Linked DNA regions of Mus musculus: region 2 is linked to region 1. The links are chromatin contacts, called in public promoter capture Hi-C maps. All regions are on one chromosome and are shown on one strand. Each heading gives the region's core, a stretch centred on a gene start, on an enhancer-like site or on the middle of the called end of the contact. The rest is flanking DNA. Distances are from core to core; before and after follow the strand shown.

Region 1 (5,428 bases), core at 1,407-3,906:
CACTCCTGGGAGTCCAACTCTTTCCTGAGTCTCAGTGGGCAGAGTACTCTCAGCAGGCCATCTCTCCTCTGACAGGGGAGGAGCACAGATGTCTGGAGCTCAGATCTACTTCTTGGCTGAAGATGATGACCCAAAACTGGGCCTGTCCCAGAAGCTATGTTGCTTCTTCAGTGTGCAGGTTCCCCTGCACAGACTGGTCTCTGAGGGACCAGGGATACAAGATGGCTCTCTCACCTGTTCCAGCTGTTAGAGCTGTCCCTGGTGGCCACCTCTCCTTTGGCGGAAAAGGAGCACAGGGTCTAGAACTCAGATCTGCTGTGTTGTATCATTTTGATTTACTTATCATGAATCATAATACAATAGGAATTCTCATGTGGGCATGCACTAAGAAAGGGAATTGTTTGCCCTGGGATTGGTCAGGGGATCCGTTTAAAGCTGTGACTGTTTTCTTTTCTACCTGTACCTCCACAGCCTCTCTTTAATGCTGTCTATAGCAAAAATCAGCATCATTGTGTATTACTAGAGTTGCCAAATTTGGAGACTCTATAATGGATCCTCATCAAAATTAAAATAAATCCCCAAATTAATCACAACTGGGGATGGAGTAGGCTTTTCACATTCATGACCCCATTTCCTTCAATAGGAGCACACCTTGTCTAGCAAGGCCATATCTCCTAATTCTTCCTAAACAGCTCCACCAACTAGGTACCAAGCATTTGAATATTTGAGTCTATGGGGCCATTCTCATTCACCATAGTGTTATATAGAAATATGGGTAAAGGACTTTATGAGCCATCTCTGCTAAAGGGAAACATTGTTCTGTTCATGGTAAAGCTCTTTGTCATGTACTAAGTGCTGGATAGATGGCTCAGCTATGCAAAGCTAGGATCACAACTGAAAAGACAAGAACAATGGCTAAAACTTCCCATTGTTAGACACTCTTTCCATCATGAATTTTGGGAGGTGAAGAACTAAATGAGAAGGTCAAAACCAGGCAACCTCATTAGCTCAAAAAAAACCTGAACAAAGACTACCTTCAGCAAGGATGGAAAATGTGGTGTTGGGTTGCTTCTGACTTACCTCCTGTGCTAGAAGACCTCAGGAGATAAATTCTCAGATCCTTGTTTTGCACCTCAAATTTGTGCTGACATCTGAGAAAATTACCGCTTGGACATCAGAAAATCTGAGTGACCCATCTTCAACTGCATTGACAATTTCCAAGTAACAGAATTTAAAAACCCTCTGACTACATTTCTATTAACTCTCATTTTATAATATATTTTATTTAATATATTATATTACTATATTAATTATACATCCTTATATTTTATATAGTTAATATGCTAAATATTATATTTTTTAAATTTAGCCTTGGTTGACTTGGAGCTCCCTATGTAGACCAGGCTAGGCTCTGATTCATAGAGCTCTACCTGTGACAGCGTCCCCAGGGCCGGGATCAGAGCCCATGTGCTACCATACCATCACCTAAATATTTTATCATAAATACTTTTTAAATAGTCTGAGACATTTGCAAATTCCTTGCCATATGTTCCTAAATGATAAAAATAATTCTAAACGCATCTTGCATGAGGATGAGGATGTTCTGCTGTTACATTTTTGGGGTACCTACATTCTAAACCCAAATTCTTTAAGCCTGTGAACTCAGCTCTGAGCAATCTTACACCCTCTCCTGGCCTCTACGGGCACCTGCATGGTTCCACTGAGAGTCACACCCACATATATAGTCAAAATCTAGAGCAGTTTTTCTATACCTGTGAGATGCAACCTCTTTTTTGGGGTGCGGGGGTCGAATTACCCTTTCACAGGGGTCTCATATGAGACATCCTGCATATCAAATATTTACATTATAATTCATAATCGTACCAGAATTACAGTTATGAAATATCAACAAAATAATTTTATGGTTGAGAGTCACCACAATGTGCAGAACTGTATTGAAGAGTCACAGTATGGGCAAAGTTGAGAAACACTGGTCTAGAGGCATTCCTTGTGCTGATAAAGGTGGCAGTGGGCATTATTCTGTCTCCATACCAGTAGCAAAATGTTTCCATATGTAAACATGTAATATTAGACAGCCTGAGTCTGTAGTCCTGAGGTAGGATCTGGCTCCAGAACAAAGGATCTCTTATTCCCTGAGAGGCAAGAAGTTTGTTTAGCTCTGACTGTGATCCCCAACTCTCTTCTTTCTGACTCTGTCTCCTAGAGATTCTGTCTCTGGGCTTTTCAACACACAGACTCCTCTGACCTTGCCCTGGATGTCCCTGTAAAATGCCCCCAAAACCCAGAGCTGTAACAACGTGGGGCTCGCCTACCTTAAAGATCACTGTCTGATGTGTGGTATTCAGGGCAGGAAAGGATTGGTAATATTTTCTTTTTGTTCTTGTCATGTTTGTGTGTGTGTTTGTGTGTTTTTTTGTTGTCGTCTTTTATTTCCTAATTGATTCCCGCTGGACAGTAAAACTGGTCTCACCCTCCAGCCCCTTTTGGCTTTGTTAAAAGCTCTTTGTCTACAGCATTAGTTTCACTTCATTACAGTCTAATGAAATGCCTCCCTTACAATGCTTCAATTTGAGTCAAACAAGTTTGCACAGGAAGGAGTAGCTCAAGCTTCCGGATTGGCCAGTTGGGCTAAATACTGAAACCTCCTCTGTATTTGTGCTTCTCAGCTTTCAATTTTCAATCCTGTAGTGGAAACTCAGCTTCTCAGCTCTGAGATGAGTGTTACAAAGGCTTCCTTACCTATGCTCAGCACTACAAGCAGCCCGCAGGAGGGAGAAGTGGGTATGTATTCAATACTATTTGAACCAAACTATAAGAGCAGAGAGGAGCTTCACCAGGGAAGGAAGGCAAAAGAGCTGAACCTTAAACAAAATAAGGACAGAAGGGCGTCTGTGAGCCCGTCACTGTGGGTCTGCAGAGCAGGAGAATGCAGATCGGATTAGCTATGAGGTTGTTACATTAGTTATTCTATTGGAGTATACAATACTCAAATAGTTCTCAGGCAACAGAAATGAACAGTGAGTCACCTTCTAAGAGCCACAGCTTTCTTTCTTTGTACTTATCTTGCTAGAGCACTCTTCCTAGGGATCTGGTAAGCTACAGTCTGGTGGATTACCTTATTGTGGAAAATGCTAGCTCTACAAGTCCCTGAGTGGAGGAAATTCAAACAGTAGCTTTGCAATGTGCATAGTGACAGAAGTTGCCTGGGAAGCTTGGGGTTTTTGTTTTTCAGATCCATTGTAATTGAAAAAGAATTGTAAGGAGGTGGCATGGGGTGGGGGTGGGTAGTTGAACCTACCCAGGACCACATCCTTTCCATTTTTTTGAGCTCTTGATAAGTTATAGAAAAAGAATATAATGAGTTTTCTTCTTCAGCCTTCAGAAAGGAAGCAAAAGTGTGTTTCTTGTATCTCAAACTGTCTATGCTTCATTATATTGTGTTCCTTTATCTTCCTTTTTCCCTTTATTCCTGTTCCTTCATCTCTTTTTTTCTTTTTGTCATGTATTGAAGAATACTGGATTTTGAGAAAACAAGATCGATATTTATCAAAATACAAAATTCACAACAAATGTTAATGCTTATCACTTAAGCCAAGTATTCTGACTGAAACTATTATTATTATTACTGATAATGATGATGACAATTGATTGATTCTTCGGCATTTCAAATAATGTTAGGACAGTGCCATAGCAAGAAGAGCAAATATGAAGCATTTTGTCAATAGAAACTGAGTTTTGGTAAAGAAGTGCCACAGACAGACCCCTTTTTTGGGTCTCCTATCTGCATGGATCCGGCTACTGGTTGCAGGTGGGCGAAGGAGTCAGTGAAAGTGGGGAGACAAACAGACACAACACGAGAGAGTGTTTTGAATCTGAGTGTAATGTCCAAAGGAAAAACAGACTTTTTTATACAGAAGAAAAACAAAACAAAACAAAACAAAACAAAACAAAAACAAGAAAAGCCAGGCGGGACATATCTGTCAAGTTATAGTGACACAAAACAAAAGGAATGCATACATCAAAAGGTGGTGGAGGATCAGGCCGCATTTACCACTTAGAATGGAGCCAGGTGTAATGCTAGTCTATGTTAAACCCGCAACCAGAGGTTCTTAATAAATACCTGATAATGCTGTTCCTTTGGTCCTCGTGAAGAAACCTGTCCCAGCGGGGATTCCCTTACTCTTTCATGATTAAGTTAGGTCATTGTGAATTCCCTTGTTTGGGTGAGACTTGGCTTTTGTCCTAAGTAATCACTTTGCATACTAGCCCTGAGCTATTCTAGCTCTGTTCTTTGTATTGCCTAATTAGTTTCACTGTCTCTATTAGAAGTAAATTTGAATGTTACTGAATAGGTAACATTCTCACTGAATTCCTACTGAATTCCAAGTCTGCTTCAAGGATTTCAAGGACTTTGGAACACTGGAGGAGTCTTACCTAAGTCAAAACTCAATGTTTAAAGGCACTTATAATAAAACAATACTGAAGGAGAGCATACACCATACTATTGTGGGGACAGGGTTTGAGTATACGAGCTATGAGAATGTCAAGGTTCCAGGAGGCTGAGTTTCCTTGAAACTCTTTGCCTCGTGACTGCCTCCAGGCCATTTGACCCGGACAGGCAGACTTCGCTGGAGTGGGCATAGCAAAGAAGTAACAGGTTACATCTGTGAAAGCTTGCATCAGAACTTGCTTAACGATTTTGTGAAGTCTACAAATAAATCTGGCAGCCTTAGCTAGTTAATGAATTTATTAATGAGTAACTATCATGAAGGATTACCTTAGGGCAAGGAGTTAGGTCTATTTTCTAGCTGTCAAGTTATAGTTTCCATAGTTGTTAATGGAGTCAGAATCCTGGGGAAGAATATATTATAATCTTGGAGTCATATATTAATCAAAAAATGATAGAGTTCATCTATAGTCCAAACAGTTCCCAGGTCCCTATGTTCTTCATGGCAATTTAGGTGGAGTCACTAGGGTTTTCAAGCCCAGAAGAAGGAGGGCCTTGTCCTCCTTGGAACAGGTAATGCATGGAATGAGAAATTATTGACCTTCACTCAGGCAATATAAGTCACTTGACTCTTAGGGTATCCAGTCTTGTCCACAGTGTTTTTCAGGGCTTGTCATACCACAATCTAGGTGTCTCTTGTAGCTGTGTCTATTTCTTCCGAGTCCTTGAGAATATGCTGTTAGGCTTTGGGAGATTCTGTCTGTCATAAACTTATTAATTATTAGCAGACTTCTGAGAAGATTGAAGGCTATATCGATTGGTCATATCTGAGTTAGACGTTTGTTAGATTACTTCTTTGAGAATGTGTATAGTAAATATATCACACTATAATTTGCTGGAGCTGGGGAATTTTGACCCGTTCTGTTGCTGGTCCACAGAGTGAGAGACAGGCATGCATGC
Region 2 (5,428 bases), core at 1,423-3,922, 420 kb after region 1:
GGCAAAAGTCACACTTTCTACCAGAGTCATTCCCCACAACTTCCTTTGTTTAACTAGTGAGAAAACAGGGTCATGAACATAGTTTATCTCAGCTGAGGACTTTGTGGAAACTAAACATGCTCAATCAGGAATATAGATGGAACTCAGAAGGCTGAGGAGATATAGAAATCTGTTTTTAATACACACTCCCTGTGACCCTGTTGTAAGCAGTCCACTCTTAAGACTTTTCAATAAACATTGATTTAGCACTTATTCCCTATGTGTTTTGGAGCAAATGGTTTAGTCTCTAACACTATTTCCTTGCATATACAGTGAGCTGATTACCCTATCCAGACGAGAATTGTGATGATCTCTGATGTAATAATATAAAATATTGGTGAGAACATCAACCGCATGATACTAAAAAATGTTAGTTTTACAGCTCTGTGCATGACAAATCTGCTCTTTAGTTTATTTTGGACTCTTCTTAAGGGAATAGATTTCTGGGTTACAGGAAAACAACAAAATTTATTTGGCATTTTTATTTTAAAAAACAAGATATTGGCCTTGTGAGATGAGAAGTCTTGGCTCCCCCACCCCCTTTGGAGATGGGGATTCAAGGCTGAACTTCTGGTATGAAACTGTCCATTTGCACAAAACAACTGGGGGCTAATTATTCAGAACCTATCCAAACATCAACCCTATGTCTGAATGTTAGTGTTTTTCCTCTCTTCAGCATATTTATATATTACTACAACACACAGCCTTAGAGGAAACATATTTAATGCCCAGCTAAACATATACAGAAGGTGAGACCAGCCTGTACCTACAAAAATCAAACTGTACCTACAAAGTCTCTCTTTTCCCTTATACTCGTGCCTGAAGCATATAGTGAAACAAAAACAACCCAGATTCTATGATCAGAGCACTTCATTTCAAACACTCAGCATGAAACCAGCTAAACGGACTTCTCTGTGCCTGACTTAGAGCCAACTTACCCTTCTGCTTCACAGAACTGTAGTAAGGAAGCAATACTGTGATCTGGCTTTAAAATAGTTTTTAAGAACACATTGAATAATAAACAGTAAATATTTAAAACAAACAAGAGCAGAACACTACATGTAGCACATGGGTTTTTTTGTTGGGAGAAACCAATGGCTCCCTTGCAGACATTTCCCTGAGAGTGGATTGTCCTGGGAAAACACTATTCAAGCTTTGGTTTCAGTGCTGCTAAAATGAGAAGAGAAACTGGAAAATGAGTAGTAGCTCATGAAGTCTGGCTCCTGAGGTTAGTTACAATATTATTTGTTGGTGTGGTTTCTTCCTCTTTTCTCCATCTGGTAGAGCTTAGAATATGCAGAGGGTTATCTGGAGTTCAGTTACTCTGTTTTCAGGCCAGGAACACCACAGGAAATGTTGGCAGAATGTGCTAGTCCGTTTCCATTTGTCCCTAATGACCCCACCAGCTACTCCTTATGTCTCAGGAAGCTAAACACAAATGAATACATTTTCCGGGCAAACTGAGCCTCTGAGACACATGGGTTATGGTCAGAAGTATAATTCAGATCCCTTATGTGTCTTAGATTGATAAAACTTGATGATCTGTATACCAGCCCTTCGCTGTAGTGAGGCAGACCACGAAGTCCCAGTGAACATTCTCCTTACTGTTTTAGGCCATAGGGTGACAGCAGCCCTGTAGTACATATGTCAACATTGATCCCCTTCTTTCTTTCCTATTAACCTTTTCCAAAACTGTAGTCCTATTAGTAAGTTCCCTTATATCACCTCCTGAATGTGCCATTTGTGATGAAGAACGATTGATCCAGTGAGACTCTAAAAATAAATAAATAAATAAATAAAAGAACACAATTGAGAAATGACCTTTGGACATAAGGACAAGTAGCCTAGAAATAAATGGTGTCTAAGAGATCAGAGTTCTCAGTACAAATGCTGTAGTCACAGGATGTGCTGAAACTGGTCATCCATCCATTAAATAATTGATTCCTCCTGCAAGAGCAAAGTTACCTCTGGACAATGCTGCCAGGAAAACCCAACCTTCATGTCCAATATGGAAATGCAATGGATAGAGATGGCTGTGATTCCCAACACTCCCAGATTATGGCTTTCAAGAAGCAAGTGTGGGTTCTTCACCTTCTCTTTCCCTTTCCCATCATGGCTCCAATATTCCAGAAGATGAAAGAAACCCAGGCCCCTTTTGGGAGAACTAGTATCTCTGGGTACAAACTATGAGGGAGATCTAAATGTTGCCAGTGTTGACTGGTATTTTGAAGTTTACTTATAATAACAGTCAGTATTACCCTAATCAGCAGACTGATTGGAAATAAATTTAGGGATGAAATCTCTCCTAAGCTTTCTTGTTTGGAAATCCAAAAGCTATGTACAAGTTGATTTGTCTAGATTTAATGGCCTTTATCTTTATTCGCTGCATCATCTTTTTGCTTCATAGTTTATAGCAAATAGAAGTCCATACTGTGCAGCTTACCTCCAGCATCTGATACTATGTGGAAAGCAGAGCAACAGTTTAATTTGGTAGTAGCTATTTTGAGCTCAATAATTCTCATTTCTTCATTATTGAGTTATGTTTCAGTATAAGCTTCAAAAGTTCCACTTTCTGGATGATGAACATCCTTTAATCCCTGTTGCATTTTACCACTGTGAAAAAGTAGCCAGTTCCATTTCTTGTACCAACCTACTCCTAACTACAACCGAAGTTCTTTGTGCCAGGCTCCTATGTAGACTGCTTCACCACTCCAAGCACCTTCAGCATGCATGCGGAAGAAATATATACCTCTCTTCAGTGGGACATTCCTACCTCAGAGGCCTCTCAGAAGTGCCAATCCCCTAGCAAATGTTCAGGTAATAAATTTAGAATGCTTAGTTGAAAACTATAATTTTTTTCTGTTTGTATACTGTGATAAAACCAAGTGTTTCTCCTAATCTGAGATAACCTCTTTAGCATATTCTAGTGTGCCTGACACATTCGTCAGCATGGAGGAGTAAGTGAAGGGCACTCAGATCAGGAAATGAGATATATTCTCTCAATTTGCAAAAAGTAAAAGAAATCATACCACTTAAATTATTTTAGCTTTTACTTAAAACAGGCAGCAAATTATCTGAAAAATAGTAAGAAATGTTGAAAAACTAGGAAAAAATGTCTTCAGCTGATGCAGTTATGTTTTTAGTATTTGATAATTGTTTCTACATCTTATGCTACCTTTTATTTTTACAACTCTACAGTGCAAAAAGATTTGCAAATATATGTTTTTGTGTATTTTTATTGTCACTTCTTTAATTCATCAACTAGGTGTCATACATAACCTCATACAACAAATAATTAGGTGGGCTTAAAAAGCATTTTATTATATTTTCCCAAGTAGTTTCATTAATTAGTCTTTAGTATCGACTTGTTACAAATTAACTAAGTGAAGCTAACTTTCCTAAATCAGATCTCTAATATAGTATTAGCTTCAGAATATCTTTTGTCACATAAAACACCATTTCAAGGTTTCAGGGATGACCCAGAGTCATCTCAGGCAAGACATTATCAGGCCTATTAAAATATGTAAGGACAATTTTTTATTAGTATGAATAATGTAATAAGCCAAATAACTCACTTTTCTTCCTGGACGAATTGTATAATTAGCCGGAAATGTTTGTTCATTTTTCTAAATTACTCATTAAAATTAAAAATACTTCAATGAATCATGTTCAAGAGATGCTGAAAACAGGTAAGAGAGTCTTCATGTTAAGAATAGAAGGTTTTCTGGTTGGTATGAATGAGATTATTGAAAAATACTAGATAGGTAGACAGACAGATAGACAGATGGAATTAATTTTTAAAATCACAATAGTGTACATTAGGATTGAAGAGAGGTGTTATTAAGTCTATTGTATTTGGTATTTTCCAAGTCAGATATAGCCCATGCTATAAGGTTCATCTGAGAGAATTTAAGCAAAGATTTTCTTAGAGTTTCAAATCTTTGCATTTCTCCAGTAGGAAGGCCCAATCCTTCCACTTATCCTGACATTATTACACCTTGAAAATACTTTCTCTAACTCATGTCATTGCCTGATTTCACATTCAGGAGCATGGTGTGTTGTGACGATGATTTCCTGTGTGGTCTGTATGGGCTTGTTAGCAACGTCCATTTTCTTGGGCATCAAGTGTAAGTACAAAAGCATATCTTCAGTGTTACCTGTTAACAACACGGGTTATGAATTGTTGTATTATTATTTTAAAAGTTCACATGTATAAATGTATGAATAAATAAATTAAGATCTATGTAAGCACACGTAAATGGTATACAGTCAGTTAGACTTATATTAAGAAGGAGTTCACATGGCGAGATAAAAGAGTCTGGTAAAAAGAATGCAATTAATTTTTCTAGAACCACTGTATCACTGTAGAGTGATGTATTTATGTGGTGTTTCCCATGAAAGCAGAAGGTTAACAATCTATTTATAGATTGTAAACTATTTATAGTTTTTGAAAGATAATCTACAAATTATATTCATATATGTACAGGCACACTGCACATGTGGACACAGGATTTTAACAAGTACAAGCTAGATGTTAGCCAGCAAAGCTTGAGTAGCCATTTCCAAAGTGTGTGCAGACTTGTCTCTTTCCCTCATCCTCTTGTGTTTCTGGGTTTTCTTTAACACCATATGCCAATTAAGTATTAATTTGAAAACATTATAGTATAAACATATTTCCAAAGAGATCAGTTTTCTTTGTGCCCTTTCCATATATTTTCATTTTTCCAACTCATCCTTTAGCTACAGTGTGTAGCATAATATACCCAGTAATTTTGTTTGGGAGATTTAGAAGTATTTGGTTCCAGTTTCCAAGGAGACAACATTTTTCAGTCATTATTCCTAACTTGTTGAAAATTAATTACAATTCAAACACCAATAAAGGTAAAATGTTTGCTTCTTATCTAGAGTAAAACTCCAAGCACAAGTCTTCCATTCTCATGTCTATTACCATATGATGCACTTAATGCCATGTTCTCTGTCCATTACCATCTGATGCACCCCATGCCATCCAGAGTATAATAGCAAAGCAGATACGACTTAAAATAGAGCTCATCCAGTAAAGTTCATCAAAATATGAAAAGGATGTCTCAGGTTTCTAAAAAGATTATTACATTTCAATTGCTATCTCTACCAGGTTATTAATATTATAAAGTAAAGGATACTAGTTCTTCACTCCTAACTCTAGGTAATGTCCAAGTCAAAGTAGAAACAACAACAAAAAAGGGAAGAAATTCATTCTCCAAGTATATACAGAGTTCTTAGATTTAAGATTTAACAAGTAATTAATAAAAGTAAATGCTGATGAGACACACCTACCTTAACATAAAAGTGGCTGAACATACAAGACAGGAGAAGGAAGTACTTGCAAACCACATACCCAATAATATAC

The links. Promoter capture Hi-C pulls out the DNA fragments that hold promoters and counts their contacts.
Region 2: a contact with region 1 is called in a promoter capture Hi-C map of liver, with 3 times the contacts expected there. The contact joins the promoter of Clec9a here to the promoter of BC064078 in region 1. A contact is called at or near these places in 3 of 39 promoter capture datasets (liver and pre-B cells).

What each region holds. Positions count from the first base shown.
Region 1 is chr6:128,990,305-128,995,732 of GRCm38.p6, forward strand. BC064078 (cDNA sequence BC064078) reads left to right here and starts at 2,657. Exons shown (of 3, transcript NR_015455.2): 1 at 2,657-2,802.
Region 2 is chr6:129,406,190-129,411,617 of GRCm38.p6, forward strand. It overlaps Clec9a (C-type lectin domain family 9, member a), which reads left to right and starts at 2,673. Exons shown (of 7, transcript NM_001205363.1): 1 at 2,673-2,856; 2 at 4,086-4,166. The coding sequence starts at 2,766. It also overlaps a transcript of Clec12b not described here.